Linked DNA regions of Sus scrofa: region 2 is linked to region 1. The links are chromatin contacts, called in public Hi-C maps. All regions are on one chromosome and are shown on one strand. The core of a region is the stretch at or near the end of the contact, and the rest is flanking DNA. Distances in the headings are between cores, read along the strand shown. Region 1 has its middle 430 kb from the start of CCER1. Region 2 has its middle 13 kb from the start of POC1B.

What was found. Hi-C and Micro-C count contacts between places; a contact is called where the count stands out from the background.
Region 2: a contact with region 1 is called in a Hi-C map of omental adipose tissue, with 2.5 times the contacts expected there. The contact joins two enhancer-like sites. A contact is called at or near these places in 14 of 47 Hi-C or Micro-C datasets (alveolar macrophages, embryonic fibroblasts, epiblast stem cells and 9 more).

Annotation. Positions count from the first base shown.
Region 1 is chr5:92,306,644-92,314,107 of Sscrofa11.1, reverse strand. No RefSeq gene overlaps it. Among named protein-coding and RNA genes, the nearest start is that of CCER1, 430 kb to the right of the region's middle. Within about 2 kb of position 2,572, at least 3 of the 83 cell types and tissues checked have an H3K27ac peak or open chromatin away from gene starts, as enhancers often do. A contact at or near this core is called in omental adipose tissue, where this site is marked.
Region 2 is chr5:93,115,473-93,122,936 of Sscrofa11.1, reverse strand. No RefSeq gene overlaps it. Among named protein-coding and RNA genes, the nearest start is that of POC1B, 13 kb to the left of the region's middle. Within about 2 kb of position 4,851, at least 13 of the 83 cell types and tissues checked have an H3K27ac peak or open chromatin away from gene starts, as enhancers often do. A contact at or near this core is called in omental adipose tissue, where this site is marked.

The sequences.
Region 1 (7,464 bases), core at 1,323-3,822:
AAATAAAACAGTTCTAGCAGCTGGAAGAACAAAACGGTCTTTGATAACACTCTAATTATTTATTATGACTGCTTTGATGCAGCATTTATATGAACACAAGTTATATTTTTAAAAGCCAGAAGGAAATTAAAAGTAAACAAAAGAATTGCACTCCTGACCAACTTCTTTGCCTCAAGGTTATTATAATTGGGCAGCTGCTAGATTTTTTTTTTTTTCATATTCTTTCAATTTTGTGGTTCTGGCTTCTTTATCAGATGTACACAAAATTACTAGGATGTTTAAAATAACAAGATGTAGAGAAAATGTCTTTTTTTCAGTAGAATCAAAATGAAACTTTGATAATCAAACCTATATCAATTATGAAATTACCCTCTAATCCTCATTTCTTAAGTTTTATTAATTAATAGGATTTTTTTCCCCAAGCACTGTCCTTGCTAAGTGTCTTTAAGGTAAATATTCTATAATACTGGGACATGAATGGGAAATAGATCCTAATAATGGAAGAAATGCATGCAGCCATTTAATTTTCTTTTTTTTTTTTGGTTTTTTTTTTTTTTTTTGGATAAAATCCTTACAAGTGAGAACTCAACCTGTGGAAATGAGGTCTCACTATTTTTACCACCTACATAGAGAAAACACATATATGCAAAGAAATGATTGATTTAAGAAGAAATAAGTGGTTAATAGTGGTTTAGGATGATATGTGCCTAATGTGTTTTATTTCATTTAAATATTTATAACTGAAGATGGACGTTCCTTAAGATCCAGTAATCATGCTCATTTCCAGCCTTAGTTGCAGGTAATTTGTTGAAATGTGTGGTATGGAGAGTTGAACTCACAGAGTAAAGTGACCCTGCTCTTGTCTAGTGAAATAGGTATTTCAAGGAGGAGGGGGTTCTTCATGTGTCTACGTTAAGCAAAGCATGGGGACAGGAGGGTGGACCTGTCTCTGAGAACTCTAGAGCTCTTTTATGTTACATACAGACAGGCAAACCAAAGGGAGAAATTGTGGTTTTTCCAAAGGTAAATGGGATTGACAGTGGGGATTCCCAGATCACAGTCACATCACTAGATGCTCAGGTAGATGATCCAGGGCACAAGAGGAATGAGAAAAAGAGCAGACAGAGTAATCACAGAGATAGGAAGACAAAACCCAAAGTGTGCTTCTTATCATTCCCTGAACGCCCCTTCTGGACTTTTTATTCGTTTATCATTGCTTTTTATATTAGCATTCCCCTCTCCTCTATTTTTTTCTCATATATTCTTGTGCCTGAAATACATGTCTCCCAGTCTTGTGATGCAAAGTCTTTCCACTCCTTGGTCACTGTTGGCATTTTGGTCCCAGTGATGCTTTGTTTGGAGATTATCTTGTGCGTCATACAATGTTTAGCCACATCTCTAACCTCTGCCTATTAGAAACCAGTAGTAACCCTTCCCCTACAAGTCATGGCAAAAAAAAAAAAAAAAATCTCCAAACATTGCCAGATGCCCCCTGTGGTTTTGTGACAAAATCACCCTGATTGGGAACCACTGTTCTATATAATTTACTGCTTCTGGCATTGAGTCGTGATTCAATTTAGTATATGACTAAATTGACATCAGTTGAATTCTATGGATAGTATTGATCCCTCCTGAGTTATTGGCTGGGAAGATGTAAAATGAATTAAAATATGCAAAATTTTCTTATGACATTGGAGTAGATTATTGTTAGGTATGTTCCCATGTGTTTACCTTTAGTTTCCTAGAGGAAAATAATTAATGATAACAACACACCTTTATTGAGTTTTTTCTGTGTATCCAGCTCTGCTCTAGGTGAATTGGATGAATTAATTCATTTAATTATTTTAATAATCTATATGTCAAATCATGACTATCATATTCTCTATCCTTCATTCTTTCCTTCAGCAGCTAGTAATATATTTTATTTTCTTTGTTACCCATTGAATATTTACTGCTTGATTGATGGAAATAGCGCTCTATAGCTGAAAATCCACTATTCTTTAACTTTCATGTTCATGTTTCTTTTCTCACCACCTTTTCTTTTTTTCCTGAAGGAATGGCAGCATTTATCAGCACCCTTACAGATGTATGCTAGGCTAATTGAAAACTATTTTTAGGTTTTTGGAAAGAATAGTACTTATCAAGAACACATCATGCTTGGGTTTTTGTCCAAATTGAGAAAGTTCTTCATTGGCAATAAAAAAGTTCCTGCAAACTTGAGTAGTTATAATATCCTCTCCAATTGCTTTCTTCTGTCACATCAAATCAAATTCACTGCTTTTTCAATTATTCTTATTTTCCAAAATAGGCATCTCATAACTTTGAAATGAAGAACAAGGAACAAGTTTACAGATGTGCAGAGAATGTAGCCAGGATGTTAGAACTGAAGGAGCCCCATGGACTGAGATGAAAACTGAAGCGAGAAAGGAGAGCCCTGCTCTGACCCTTGCCAGGAGACCTGGTAGAGCTGAGAGCTGCTGCCACCTTAAAGCTCTCTCTTATCTGCAGTTGGCTTGGAGGTCGCAGGGTGATAAGGGAGGTGGCAGCTGTGCTGGGAGAGTGGGTGGCTCATAAACAAACTCAGCCCTTTGACTCGCCACTTTATCGGTGTTGTGAGACAGGGCAGTACGCTACGCAGTGTTGAAATAAATCCTAATTGTAATTGCCTTGACATTTGCCTAGCAGATACCCCCCTGGGATGTGGGAGGATATTTCCTCCCTGAGCAAGACTGGCCAAAATGTTCTTTCCAAAATGTATGCCTCATTGCACTGATCCGACCACATGTTTTGAATTATGCTGGGTCAATATTCAGGTGAAAGGGAGAAGATATATCTATTACTTATGAAGTGGAAGCTTTTCCCCTCTAAGTTTCTTATAAAAAGATACTTGTATACCTGTAAAAATACAGATAACTACAGATAGCTGAGTTCTAGACCAGACCTACAGAACCAGAATTTTCAGGGAAGTGGCTTAGTGAAATAATTATAAACAAATAAACAATCATATATCACTGATGATTCCAATAACAATTTTAAAAATATTAATGGGGATTTCCCTTTGTGGCTCAGTGGTTAACAAATCCGACTAGGAACCATGAGGTTGCGGGTTCGATCCCTGGCCTTGCTCAGTGGGGTAAGGATCTGGTGTTGCCGTGAGCTGTGGTGTATGTCGCAGACGTGGCTCGGATCCCACGTTGCTGTGGCTGTGGCGTAGGCCGGTGGCTACAGCTCCGATTGGACCCCTAGCCTGGGAACCTCCATATGCTGTGGGTGCGGCCCTCGAAAAGACAAAAAAGACAAAAAAAAATAACAATAACAATAATGGAAGGATAATGGTATAAAAACATTATGAATGACTTTAGAACTCTTGCCCACTCATTACTAAAGACTGTATATCAGAGGTTCGCCTTGCTCTATACTGATATTATTTTTTTTTCAGTGCCTGGCACTCAATAAACATTCAGGGGAAAGTCAAAGGAACTCTCTTAAGAAATAACATTTTAGGAGTTCCCGTCGTGGCGCAGTGGTTAACAATCCGACTAGGAACCATGAGGTTGTGGGTTCGGTCCCTGCACTTGCTCAGTGGGTTAACGATCCGGCGTTGCCATGAGCTGTGGTGTAGGTTGCAGACGTGGCTCGGATCCCACGTTGCTGTGGCTCTGGCGTAGGCCGGTGGCTACAGCTCCCATTGGACCCCTAGCCTGGGAACTTCCATGTGCCGCCGGAGCGGCCCAAGAAATAGCAAAAAAAAAAAAAAAAAAAAAAAAAAAAAGAAATAACATTTTATAGGAACAGAATAATTTTAGGATAGCAAATAAAGACTAAGATATAAAATGCGAATAAAGAATAAGATAAAACATGCTTCTCTTGTCTACACTAGTTATTCAGGAGAGAATAAAAGCCCCAGGTAGCATTGCCAAATCATCTCTAACCCAATGTTCTTATACAAATTATATATATTCATGCCATATTTTCAAACATACATGCAAGAACTTCCATCCACATTTTAATTATCATATTAACTGGATGAACCTGTGCTGGGCGAGGGATTGCAGGAGGCACGAATTCAAGCTAGTGGGTGTCCAAAGCAAAGTGGGACTAATTCCAGGAGAAGACAGGCTTTTTGTTGAACTGCTATCTCTTTGGGTAGAATCTTATTCATTCCTTGTTAATATACTTTAGTGTTTGCAAAGGTTGAAGACAGAAAAGGATCCTTGTCTTTTTTTTTTTTTTTTTTTTTTTTTTTGTCTTTTTGCCATTTTTTTGGGCCACTCCTGCAGCATATGGAGGTTCCCAGGCTAGGGGTCTAATTGGAGCTGTAGATGCCAGCCTACCCAGAGCCACAGCAACGTGGGATCCGAGCCTCGTCTTCGACCTACACCACAGCTCACGGCAACACCGGATCCTTACCCCACTGAGCAAGGCCAGGGATCGAACCCGCAACCTCATGGTTCCTAGTGGATTCGTTAACCACTGAGCCACGACGGGAACTCCAAGGATCCTTGTCCTTGAGAAAATTATCTTCTGCATAGTTGCACTATAAATCTATTTAAAATGTATTTACATAAGTAGGTACAAAATGGGGTCAAGGTGATGGAAACTCTTTCTCCCTCTTTTTTGTGTTATAGCCATTAAAAATAACAACAAAAATAAACACACAAGTCTTGTAGTAATAGGACTAGAAGCAGAGGGATTATTTAATTTGTGAGCCCTCATTCCAAAAAAGTTTCAGAATTTTTGTTGAATAACAAAAAAAATCTCCCATGAAGACAGTCCCTTTTGTTTTTCCTTTCTTCCACACAGCACATGTTCATGTGAATTATCTGAACCATACTTCACTAGAGCAATGCTACCTACCTCAAACAAGACACACCACTCTGGAGTGGAAATGGGAAATCCACACTGCCATTCTCTAATTCATGGGAGCAATACAATAGTTGGACTTAGTCCCTGGTATATGTCCTTTCCAGAATGCTCTATGAGATGCATAGTCTTCTCTCTGCTGTAGACTACTCTTTCAGTACCACACTTCACTACCTAGGACTCTATGCCTTGGTGCATGCAATGAACTTGCAATAAGAGAAGGTGTGGGGGGGGCGTGAATTGCAAAAGCTCCAATCCCTCTTTCTGTTCACACCCACATTGTTTCTACAAAAGGTACGATATTGCCAGATCAGATTCAACTAGTAAATGAACACGTCTTTATTGAGAAAGATAAGTTTAATTCTAGAATGTCTGTGGTTCCTGGGACAAAGGTAGCAATTTGAGCTAATATGGTTTTTCTTAAGTCTCCTATCAGAAAAGATCTGCTGGCCTGAAACAGACTGCCAGATATTTCTCCAGCAAAGATGGGTTGGTTTACAGGGAATCAGCAGAGAATGGGTTTGGGGTTTGCAACCCTGGCTAGTCACATGCAAATCCCCGCACAGCAAGAGAAGGAAGTACTTTATAAAGAGAAACAAAAAAAAAAGTTGAAAAGGCTATAGTGAACAGAGAGTCCAAGGCTTTTCATTGGCTGAGTCCTGGCTCACATTTTCCTACTGAGCTTTGTTCTTGTAGCAGGGCATGAGAGCTCCCCCTTTTGGTTTCCCAGCTCTCTTTAATTGAGGTTTCTGTTTACTTATTTCTTATAGGTCTATGGATTGAAATTCTTGGGAGGAAGGGAATCTCACAAGAAATCTCATCTTTATGTTAACGTGAGTCTCCTAGCTTCAGCTTAACCTGTTCTCCATGAATCCTCTTTCTCAAATTTCTCTCTGAAAATTCTGCCTTCCCACCACAAAAACTTTATTTCATTTCCAAGTTGATACATCAGTTTTTGAAACTTTTCTGGAGCTCACACAATTTAAAAGTGTGAGTCAAGTAGCATCAGGTTTCAGCTGAAGTGAAAATAGTGGGAAAACATACATTCTAATTTCCTTTTTAGTTTTCCCCTTTGTAGGGTCTCTAGGCCTGTAGATTGTTTTCACACATTGAGGACTTGTTATAAATACTTTGCTAAGCTCAGTCCCAGAGTTTCTGATTCAGTAGGTCTAGGGTGAGGCCCAAGAACTTGCATTTCTTTCCTTTGTTTTTTTTTTAGGGCCACATGTATGGCATATGGAAGTTCCCCGGCTAGGGGTCCAATTGGAGCTGCAGCTTCCAGCTTACACTATAGCCACAGCAATGCTGGATCCTTAACCCACTGAGCAAGGCCAGGGATTGAACCCACATCCTCTTGGATACCAGTTGGGCTTGTTACTGCTGAGCCACAACGGGAACTCCAAAACTTGCATTTCTAATTTTGAGGAGATGCTGGTGCTGTTGGACCCTAGAGTACACTGTGAGAACTACTGCTTTAATATAAGTATATTTATCAAGAGCATTTGGTTACTGGTTCACAGCTCAAACTCTCTGCTTTAAATTCTTGTACCTCGGAGTTCCTGCAGTGGTGCAGTGGGTTAAGGATCAAGCATCATCTCTGCAGCAGCCTGGGTCTCTGCTGAGGCACAGGTTTGACCTCCACAGGGAGTTAAGGATCCAGCATTAAGACAGCTGTGGCACAGGTCTCAGTTGCGTCTAGGATTCGATCCCTGGGCTGGGAACTTCCATTTGCCATGGAAGGCCCAAAAATCAATAAAGAAGAAATTTTAGTGCCCCAATTATTAGCTGTGTGACACTGGCCAAGTTACTTACCCTTTTGTGTTTCAGTTCCCTATCTATAAAAAGAAGAAAAGATAGTGTCTTCCACAAAGAATTGTTTTTTTCCCATTTTGGATTTCTTTTATTTCTTTTTCTCTAAATTACTCAAATGAATTTATCACATCTGTAGTTGTATAATGATCATAACAATCCAATTTGACAGGATTTCCATCCCACAGCCCAAGCACCTCCACCCACCCCCTAAACTGTCTCCTCCGGAAATTATAAGTTTTTCAATGTCTGTGAGTCAGCATCTGTTCTGCAAAGAAGTTCAGTCTGTCCTTTTTTCAGATTCCACATGTCAGTGATAGCATTTGATGTTGGTGTCTCATTGTATGGCTGACTTCACTTAGCATGATAATTTTTAGGTCCATCCATGTTGCTAAAAATGCCGGTATTTCATTCCTTTTAATGGCTGAGTAATATTCCATTGTGTATATGTACCACATCTTCTTGACCCACTCCTCTGTCGATGGACATGGACATGGAAATGGTTGTTTCCATGTCTTGGCTATTGAAAGAGTGCTGCAGTGCACATTGGAGTACATGTGTCTTTGCGAGTCGTGGTTTTCTCTGGATAGATGCCTAGGAGTGGGATTGCTGGATCAAATGGCAGTTCTATTTTGAGTCTTCTGAGGAATCTCCATACTGTTTTCCACAGTGGTCGCACCAATTTACAATCCCAACAGCAGTGTAATAGGGTTCCTTTTTCTCCATACCCTCTGTAGCACTCATTGTTTGTAGACTTTTTGATGATGGCCATTCTGGCTGGTGTAAGTGTCT
Region 2 (7,464 bases), core at 3,602-6,101, 810 kb before region 1:
ATGCTAATCTTTTTCTGATGAATACTCAGAACAACAACACAAAACCCAAATTAGCACTGGTAGAGGCTCTGGAAAGCCTTTCAACTTCTTTTTACTAGAGAGGAGAAACCAGAAATCCAGGAAGGCTCCCTGATTTTCCCGACTCTGTTCAGCTAGACTTTCATGGAGCCAAGGCTGCAAATCAGTGCTTCAGAATTCCAGTTACAGGCTGGCTCTGGAACACAAATGTGTCATCTTTATTCAAGATGACCTCTGCCAGAGGTAATGACTTTTGAACCATCTTGAGTGCTTTGGTGACATTCTCTACGGCATGTGATTTTGGTCCTCAGACTGTACCGATATATTCATGTTACGAACAGTATTAAGCACACTCCTATGAGCCAGGCAATAGTTTAGTTTAGTTTAGTTTTAAATGATTTTTATTTTTTCCATCATAGCTGGTCTAGTGTTCCATCAATTTTCTACTGTACAGCAAGGGGACCCAGTCACACATACGTATATCCGTTCTTTTGCTCACACTGTCATGCTCCATCATAAGTGACTAGATACAGTGCTATGCAGCAGGATCTCATTGCTTATCCATTCCAAAGGCAATAGTTTGCATCTATTAACCCCAAATTCCCAGTCCATCCCACACCCTCCCCCTCTGCCCTGGCAACCACAAGTCTGTTCTCCAAGCCCATGATTTTCTTTTCTGTGGAAAGGTTCGTTTGTGCCATATTTTAGATTCCAGATATAGGTGATATCATATGGTATTTGTCTTTTTCTTTCTGACTTACTTCACTCAGTATGAGAGTCTCTCGTTCCATCCATGTTGCTGCAAATGGCATTATTTTGTCCTTTTTAAAGGCTGAGTAGTATTCCATTGTGTATATATATATATATATATATATATATATATATATTACATCTTCTTAATCCTTTCATCTGGACATTTAGGTTGTTTCCACATCTTGACTATTGTGAATAGTGCTGCAAGGAACATGCAGGTGCATGTGTTTTCTTCAAGGAAAGTTTTGTCCAGATATATGCCCAAGAGTGTAATTGTTGGGTCATACTGTAGTTCTACATTTATTTTTCTAAGGTTCCTCCATACTCTTTTCCATAGTGGTTGTACCAAGACAGGCAATATTTTAGACAAAAATATAAGTAAAAATGAGTACAAGGGCAGAAAACTTAACTCATCTTCTAGGCCTAAGCAGATCACAAAAATAAGAGGCTAGACAAGACCATGGGATTACCAGACACAATCAGGTGTCCCAACTGAATTACATGAATTACACAGGACATACACCAAAAACAATAAAATAAAAGGGCTGTTTATCTGAATGTCAACTTTAATCAGGGCATCATGAATTTTTATTTGCTAAAATCCAGTAGCTCTAGGCAAGAGGAACTTCAGAGAACTGCAAAGTGCCTACCTTTCTTACCTAAAGGGACAGCTATTCCTCAGTCTCAGACACAGTTGCCCTGAGGAAGGCAGTCCCTGAATCACTGACATTACCATAACAAGCTGAAAAGCCAGACTTTTAGTTAAACTCCCTCACTTTTTATTTACTTTTGTCTTTTTTTGGGGGGAGGGCACCCCAGCATAAGGAAGTTCCCAGGCTAGGGATCAAATTGGAGCTGCAACGGCCAACACTGCAGCCACAGCAATGGGGGATCTCCATCCGAGTGGCACTGCAACCTACACCACAGCTCATGGCAGCGCTGGATCCGTCGCCCACCGAGCAAGGCCAGGGTTCGAACCTGCCTCCTCATGGATACTAGTCAGGTTCATTACCGCTGAGCCACATCAAGAACTCCAAAGTCTCACTCATTTTAAAAGTCGTAAGCTGATTTGGAAAAATTTTTAAAAATATGTGGGGAAAAAAAATCATGTTTGTGGACTGCAATGGTGTTTAAGAGGTCCCCCCACCAAAATAAGGCCTCTCTTTCCCATCCGAATGGAGAAGCAGTTGTGTCCAAAAGTTTCGGACAGACAGGGCACAATGCTGGCCTTGATACCATTCATGCTTGTCACGATAAAGGATTTGGCTTAAGAAGTACTAAAGATACCACCAAAGAGGCTTGCTAGCAGGCTCCTAAACTGAACTAAACTGAACTAACCCTGCCCTCCCCCAGTCCAGCCCTCAGCTCCAGCAAAGCAGCATTTTCCCTACAACCAAGAGAACAAACTAGAATATTCCCTCTGCTGACCAACAAGTGGGAAAAGGGAGGAGCCTGGCAGAGGCGGGGCTGTGGGTGCCCCACCCTTCTCCCCACTCCCACCCAGGGGCAGCTCTGAGATACCCCTACCTCCTCCCCCCAAAGACAAATGCAAAAGAGAAGACGGGTATTTTAATTACTGAAATAAAACTATTTTGAGTTAGAGGTCTGGAAGACATTTCATGGTCAGTGAATGAACAAGTAAGGTATGGGGGACCCCTCCCCCTTGCACCCCACCAAGACTTCACACAGAAACAGTCAGAAGGCGCCCTTTGGGTGAGTCTGAATGGGCCAAAGAAGAAAAGAAGTTGCTTTCTAATTGCACCTTATGAGTCTTGCTTTTTAAAAAATTAGCATAAGTACAGCAGATATTTTTAGTTTGTATAATAACATAAAACCCATCTCAAACTGGCTTTTGCATAACAGATGTGGCTACAATGTGATCAAGGACCCAGCTCTGTTTCTCAGTGGTTTCTCTGGGCTCTGCCTCCCTGCAGGCTGGCTCCTTCCTCAGACTGGCATCCTTCTGGGCTACAAGATGGCAGGCAGCCGCAGAGGCAACCACCAGTTCCTTGTTCACTTCTGAAGGGAAGAACCTCACTTCCGGAGATCAGCCATCACAGCGCATCAGTCTCCTGCTGAGCAGAACCCCTCGAAGTCATCCCTGGACCAGGGAATGCCATGGTCTGGCTGGATTAGGCTTGTATTAATGAACCCAGTCAGTGGAACATAATTAAACGACCCAGGAGCCTCCACGGACACTAGAGAAAAGGTAAACCCAACCGAAATGCAAGGCTGCTGCCCAGGGGGGTGGCAACGGCATGGATGCTGAGAGATGGGAAAAAGTGTACACCTCAAGAGATCAGGAAGAACTGAAGAGAAGACATGGCCACTGAGCCATGCCCTTGATCCTGCTGTGCCCCCATCTGTGCCATGGCCTCTAGAGGAAAAGGGATTGGGATTAGGTAGAGGCTAGTGGGGGTGGGGGAGTGGATTGTAAAGGGGTCGGGTGTGGAGTGGGCAAGGCTACGGCGCATGGATAAAGCCATCGGCGAGCCCTGGAGCACTAGGCAGCAGGTGATATTTTGGAAACTGTAGGCAGTTAGTTTACTGGAGCCCAGGGGACTGGGGGAGGCGTGGGGGAGGCGAGGGGGAGTGTTAACTCAGGGCATTTGGACGGGAAAGGAGATGGATCTGCCAGATGCCCCTCTCAAATAGTGTAACCGAGGGGAGCTCAACAATGGGACGGTTCACAATGCGGTGGGCAAGATGAAGGGAGTCCCCTGAGATGCGCTGGCACGGGGTCGTAACTGCACAAAGCCTCTCCATCCCTGGGTCTGAGGGGGGACCTGGGGAGCCCTCATCAAGGATCCACAGATCTGAGGCTGCGTGACAGGAGCTGTGGGCTTTGCCAGAAGGGTGTCGTCTATACTTAGCAACATGGCTGGGAAATAACACAGCAACCTCTCTCTTCTTGCTCAATGCTAGTGACTATAGCTGGTTAGTATAAATTGCAAGCTGATGGGCAAGGGAGCCAGTGGCTGCAGCCCGTACAGGTCAGCATTCTGGGATCCAGAGCAGAACGGGAAGCAGTGGAGGGTAGATTCAGAGGGTCAGTCAAAAAACATCCAGCACAGAAGGAGGGACACACAGCTGGAGGAAGAAACAAATTCTCAGAAAACAACCCTGTGGATCTCAGGATGTCACCGTGGATTTCAAAGTTGGAGCACCATGGGCCTCTAGAGGGAGCTCAAGGATTTCTCTCCTTCCACTCACCTGCTCCAGAGAAAAAACAGGCTCAGGATGGAAGAGACTCCGCAGAAAGATCCCTCTGCTAGAGGATGGAACTCAGAAGTGGAAAGGGATTGCTCGTAGAACAGAAAATTTCCCTTCTGCACGTAGATTTACTATGTTTGGATTGATTGGAAATAACACTGATTAAAGAAATCAAAGCTAACGTCAAATATATTCAGTGCCTGCCGAGGTTTTCGTACAGCGTTTAGTAGAACTCTTCAAGGTAAATACCATTTTAATTCCCATTTTACAGACTAGGAGGCTGAGAGAGCCTGGATTTGAACCTACATTACACTGGACCACTCTGCTCCTTGCTTCTCCCAGGCTGCTGGTTTAGTCGGCTGGGTCAAATGTTGCCCCTGCTTAGAAGTCTGCTAAAACCAGGGCAGGGTCCAGGGAAAAGGGGCCTTATAAGGAGAGGAAACTATATTAGGGTTTCTCTTCCTTTAACGATCTTAGGTATATATTTAACGATTGAACACGGATCACCGGCCAAGCTCTGAGCCAGGTGCCAGGAATTTCCAGGTGAGCAAGAAGAGAGGCTGCACAGTGTAACACCGCAGAGATTTCAAGCCTGACTGAGCAGATGGAGTCCTGAGCCTTCTACACCCGACCTGTGTGACCCAGGGCCAGTCACTTAGGTCAGTATCTGTTTCCTCATCCTGAAAATATAAAGAATAGATAAATGCACTTAGAACAATGCCAAGCATGTGTTCATGTTACAAAGGTACCAGCTGCTGTCTTTACAACAAACACACTGTCAGCCTTTGAAGGTTTTACAGTGGATGGAGAGACACAGAGAGAGAAAGACAAGGTCAGGTGCAAGGGAGTCAAAAGGCCACACTCTCTGCCACGTCAGCAAGGTCCAGGGTTATAAGGGCAAAGGGAGGTGTGATCCAGCTTAGCTGTTGGGTTTGGGGTCAAAGCTCTAGTTCCAAAGGGGCAGACAGGTTCTTGTCTGGCATCTCAACTCTGAGCAGTTGACACCAGCTGCCTGAACCACGGGGTTAAGAGGGAATCTCAGGCTGCAGGGAGAATGAAAGCGAAAGCACGCCATGAGTGAAAAAGGATGTCTGCCGTCACGACAGAGGATTGAGAGGAGGCGGCACAGGGCTTTAGAACAGTGTTCTTTTGCCTGGAATGCTCCTTCAGCAGGGACATCCAGGAGGGGACTCACACGCCCGATTAACATCACAGATTAAGGTCACCCATCATCCCAGTTTGTCCGGCACGGAAGGGATCATCCTGCATCCAAGAAAACCCCTCAATCTTTGGTGCAACCCACTTTGCTTTCCAGGCTTTTCCACCTGATGACACTTAAAATAACAACAACAACAACCATGAACAGTAGAGATGATGGTTTTTCTCAGCCTGTGAAAGGCAGGCGTTGCTGTGATACGCTGGCCTTCAAATCCTAACATTTCCCTTCACCTCCTTCCCAACAGCCAAACGGTATAGTGCTCCCACTTCTCAGCTTTTTCCCGGTTCTATCCATTGAAGTCTTAGCAGGAAACAGATGGCACCCTCAAAGGGCTTTAACTGAAAAGCATTTCGTGCAGGGATTGTTTACAGAGGCGTGGGCAGGGTTAACAGAACCAACAAGATCTGGGGAGACACCCGGAGATTAGTCCTCCCGACCTGATGAGCGCTGAGCTGTGCCAAGAGGCACCTGGGAGCTGGAGCCTCGGCTGCAGGGCGGTGGGGCTGGAGGACTGACGGGGGAGGAGGAGGAGGAATCCCTGAATTCGCCCTCCTCCTGCCCTCTGCCTCTTGCCAGCGCCTCCTGGTCAGAGGGCCAGGTGGCAGGTGTAGCCGCAGCCAGCTTTCCAGGCCGCAGGGTCTGGCCAGAAAGGGCAGAGAAAAGGGCTAAGAATAACCAGGCCAGGCTACCCTGTGGTCACTCAGCTTCCATGCTCGTCCTTTCCTCAGCTGAAGCAACTCGGATCCCCAACACTGGGAACCCGCAAAGTCTCATCGCCCTGGACCCTCATATAGGGCACAAATGAAGCTACCGATGGAAAAGAACCACGCCCAGGGATGTGGAGAACAGACGTGTGGTTGCCGAGGGGAGGGGGAGGGAGTGGGAGCTGAGACTTCAGGGTTCGGAGATGCAAACTCTTGCATCTGGAGTGGCAATTACAACAGAATGTAGCAGCTACGACCCCTCATTTGAGCAGATCTAATGGATAATCCCCCCTTCCTCCTTCTACCACTTATTCTATCATTCCATCATGCCTGTACTTTTGACTAGCACCTTGGCAGTGAAGGTGTTCTTTTTTGTTTGTTTGTTTCCTTCTTACGGCCACCCCTGCGGCATGTGGAAGTTCCTTGGCTAGGGGTTGAATAGCAGTTCAGCTGAGGCATACGCCATAGCTCGCGGTAACCCCGTATCCTTAACCCATCAAGCACGGCCAGGGATTGAACCCACAATCCTTATAGAGACAACATCATGTCCTTAACCCACTGAGCCACAACGGGAACTTATCTGAAGGGATGAGTCAAACCTTCAATCCCATAGGACCAGGGTGCTTCATGGCTCTGTCTTTATCAAGTTGCTGTGGTTTCCCTTGGACCATGACTATTGAACAGGGACTGCAGTAAATCCCATGGCCTTCAGACATGGCATTGTCCCCGTTTTGCAGCAACAATCCAATTTCTCCTTGATAAGTAGGATCAATCACACTGGCCCATATAGACACCCAACTCTCCGCCCTTAATTCCTCGCACGCGCAGCCTGAGATGGCCAGGGGGCAGTTTTACTGTTGACCAGTGGAAATAGTCTCCCTATTTGGCACAAGGACCTCGACTCACTAGCTACAATGTTTCAGGGACGGGAAGATAATCTTCTTGGAGGGAGTGTTCAAGGATAACAGTAAGAAGACACCTCCATCTCCACCCCTGGGTTCCCAGAGCTACAATCCAACACCTTGTATGGACCACTGATGGGACCACTTGAGCAATAACACCCCAACCTCACAAGACGTTGCCTCTCCCTGGATCTGGGAACTGAGACCTCCATGTGACAGTGTATCCTCTCCTCAAGCCAGATGCTTCTAGGTGATGTAAGAACAACGGATTTCATGACGGGAGCTCTCAATATCACAGTTATTTCACTGTAAAGGAGTTCCTCAGTCAGGGGCAATGATGCGTGGGACACCGTGGGGGTGACGAAGGCCGTCTATCCGCCACATACGGCAGTGCTGGCAGAAGCATCACAGGCAGGAAAGGGGAATCACTTTCCAGGAGCTGCAAGTATTCCCCAAAAGACACATTACTGCCCCTTCCAAAACGGAGTGGTTCCGAATAATGAACCTGGATGGCTGGTCTCCTAGGAAACGATGCCGCCTAAGGGCTCAGTGTTAGATTCTGGTTTAGAAAGTTGGAGCCTCATCAGCAGCAGGGGGAGCCTCATCAGTAACTGTGGGGAGAGGAGTGCTTGTTTGTGTCCCCATATATCACCTC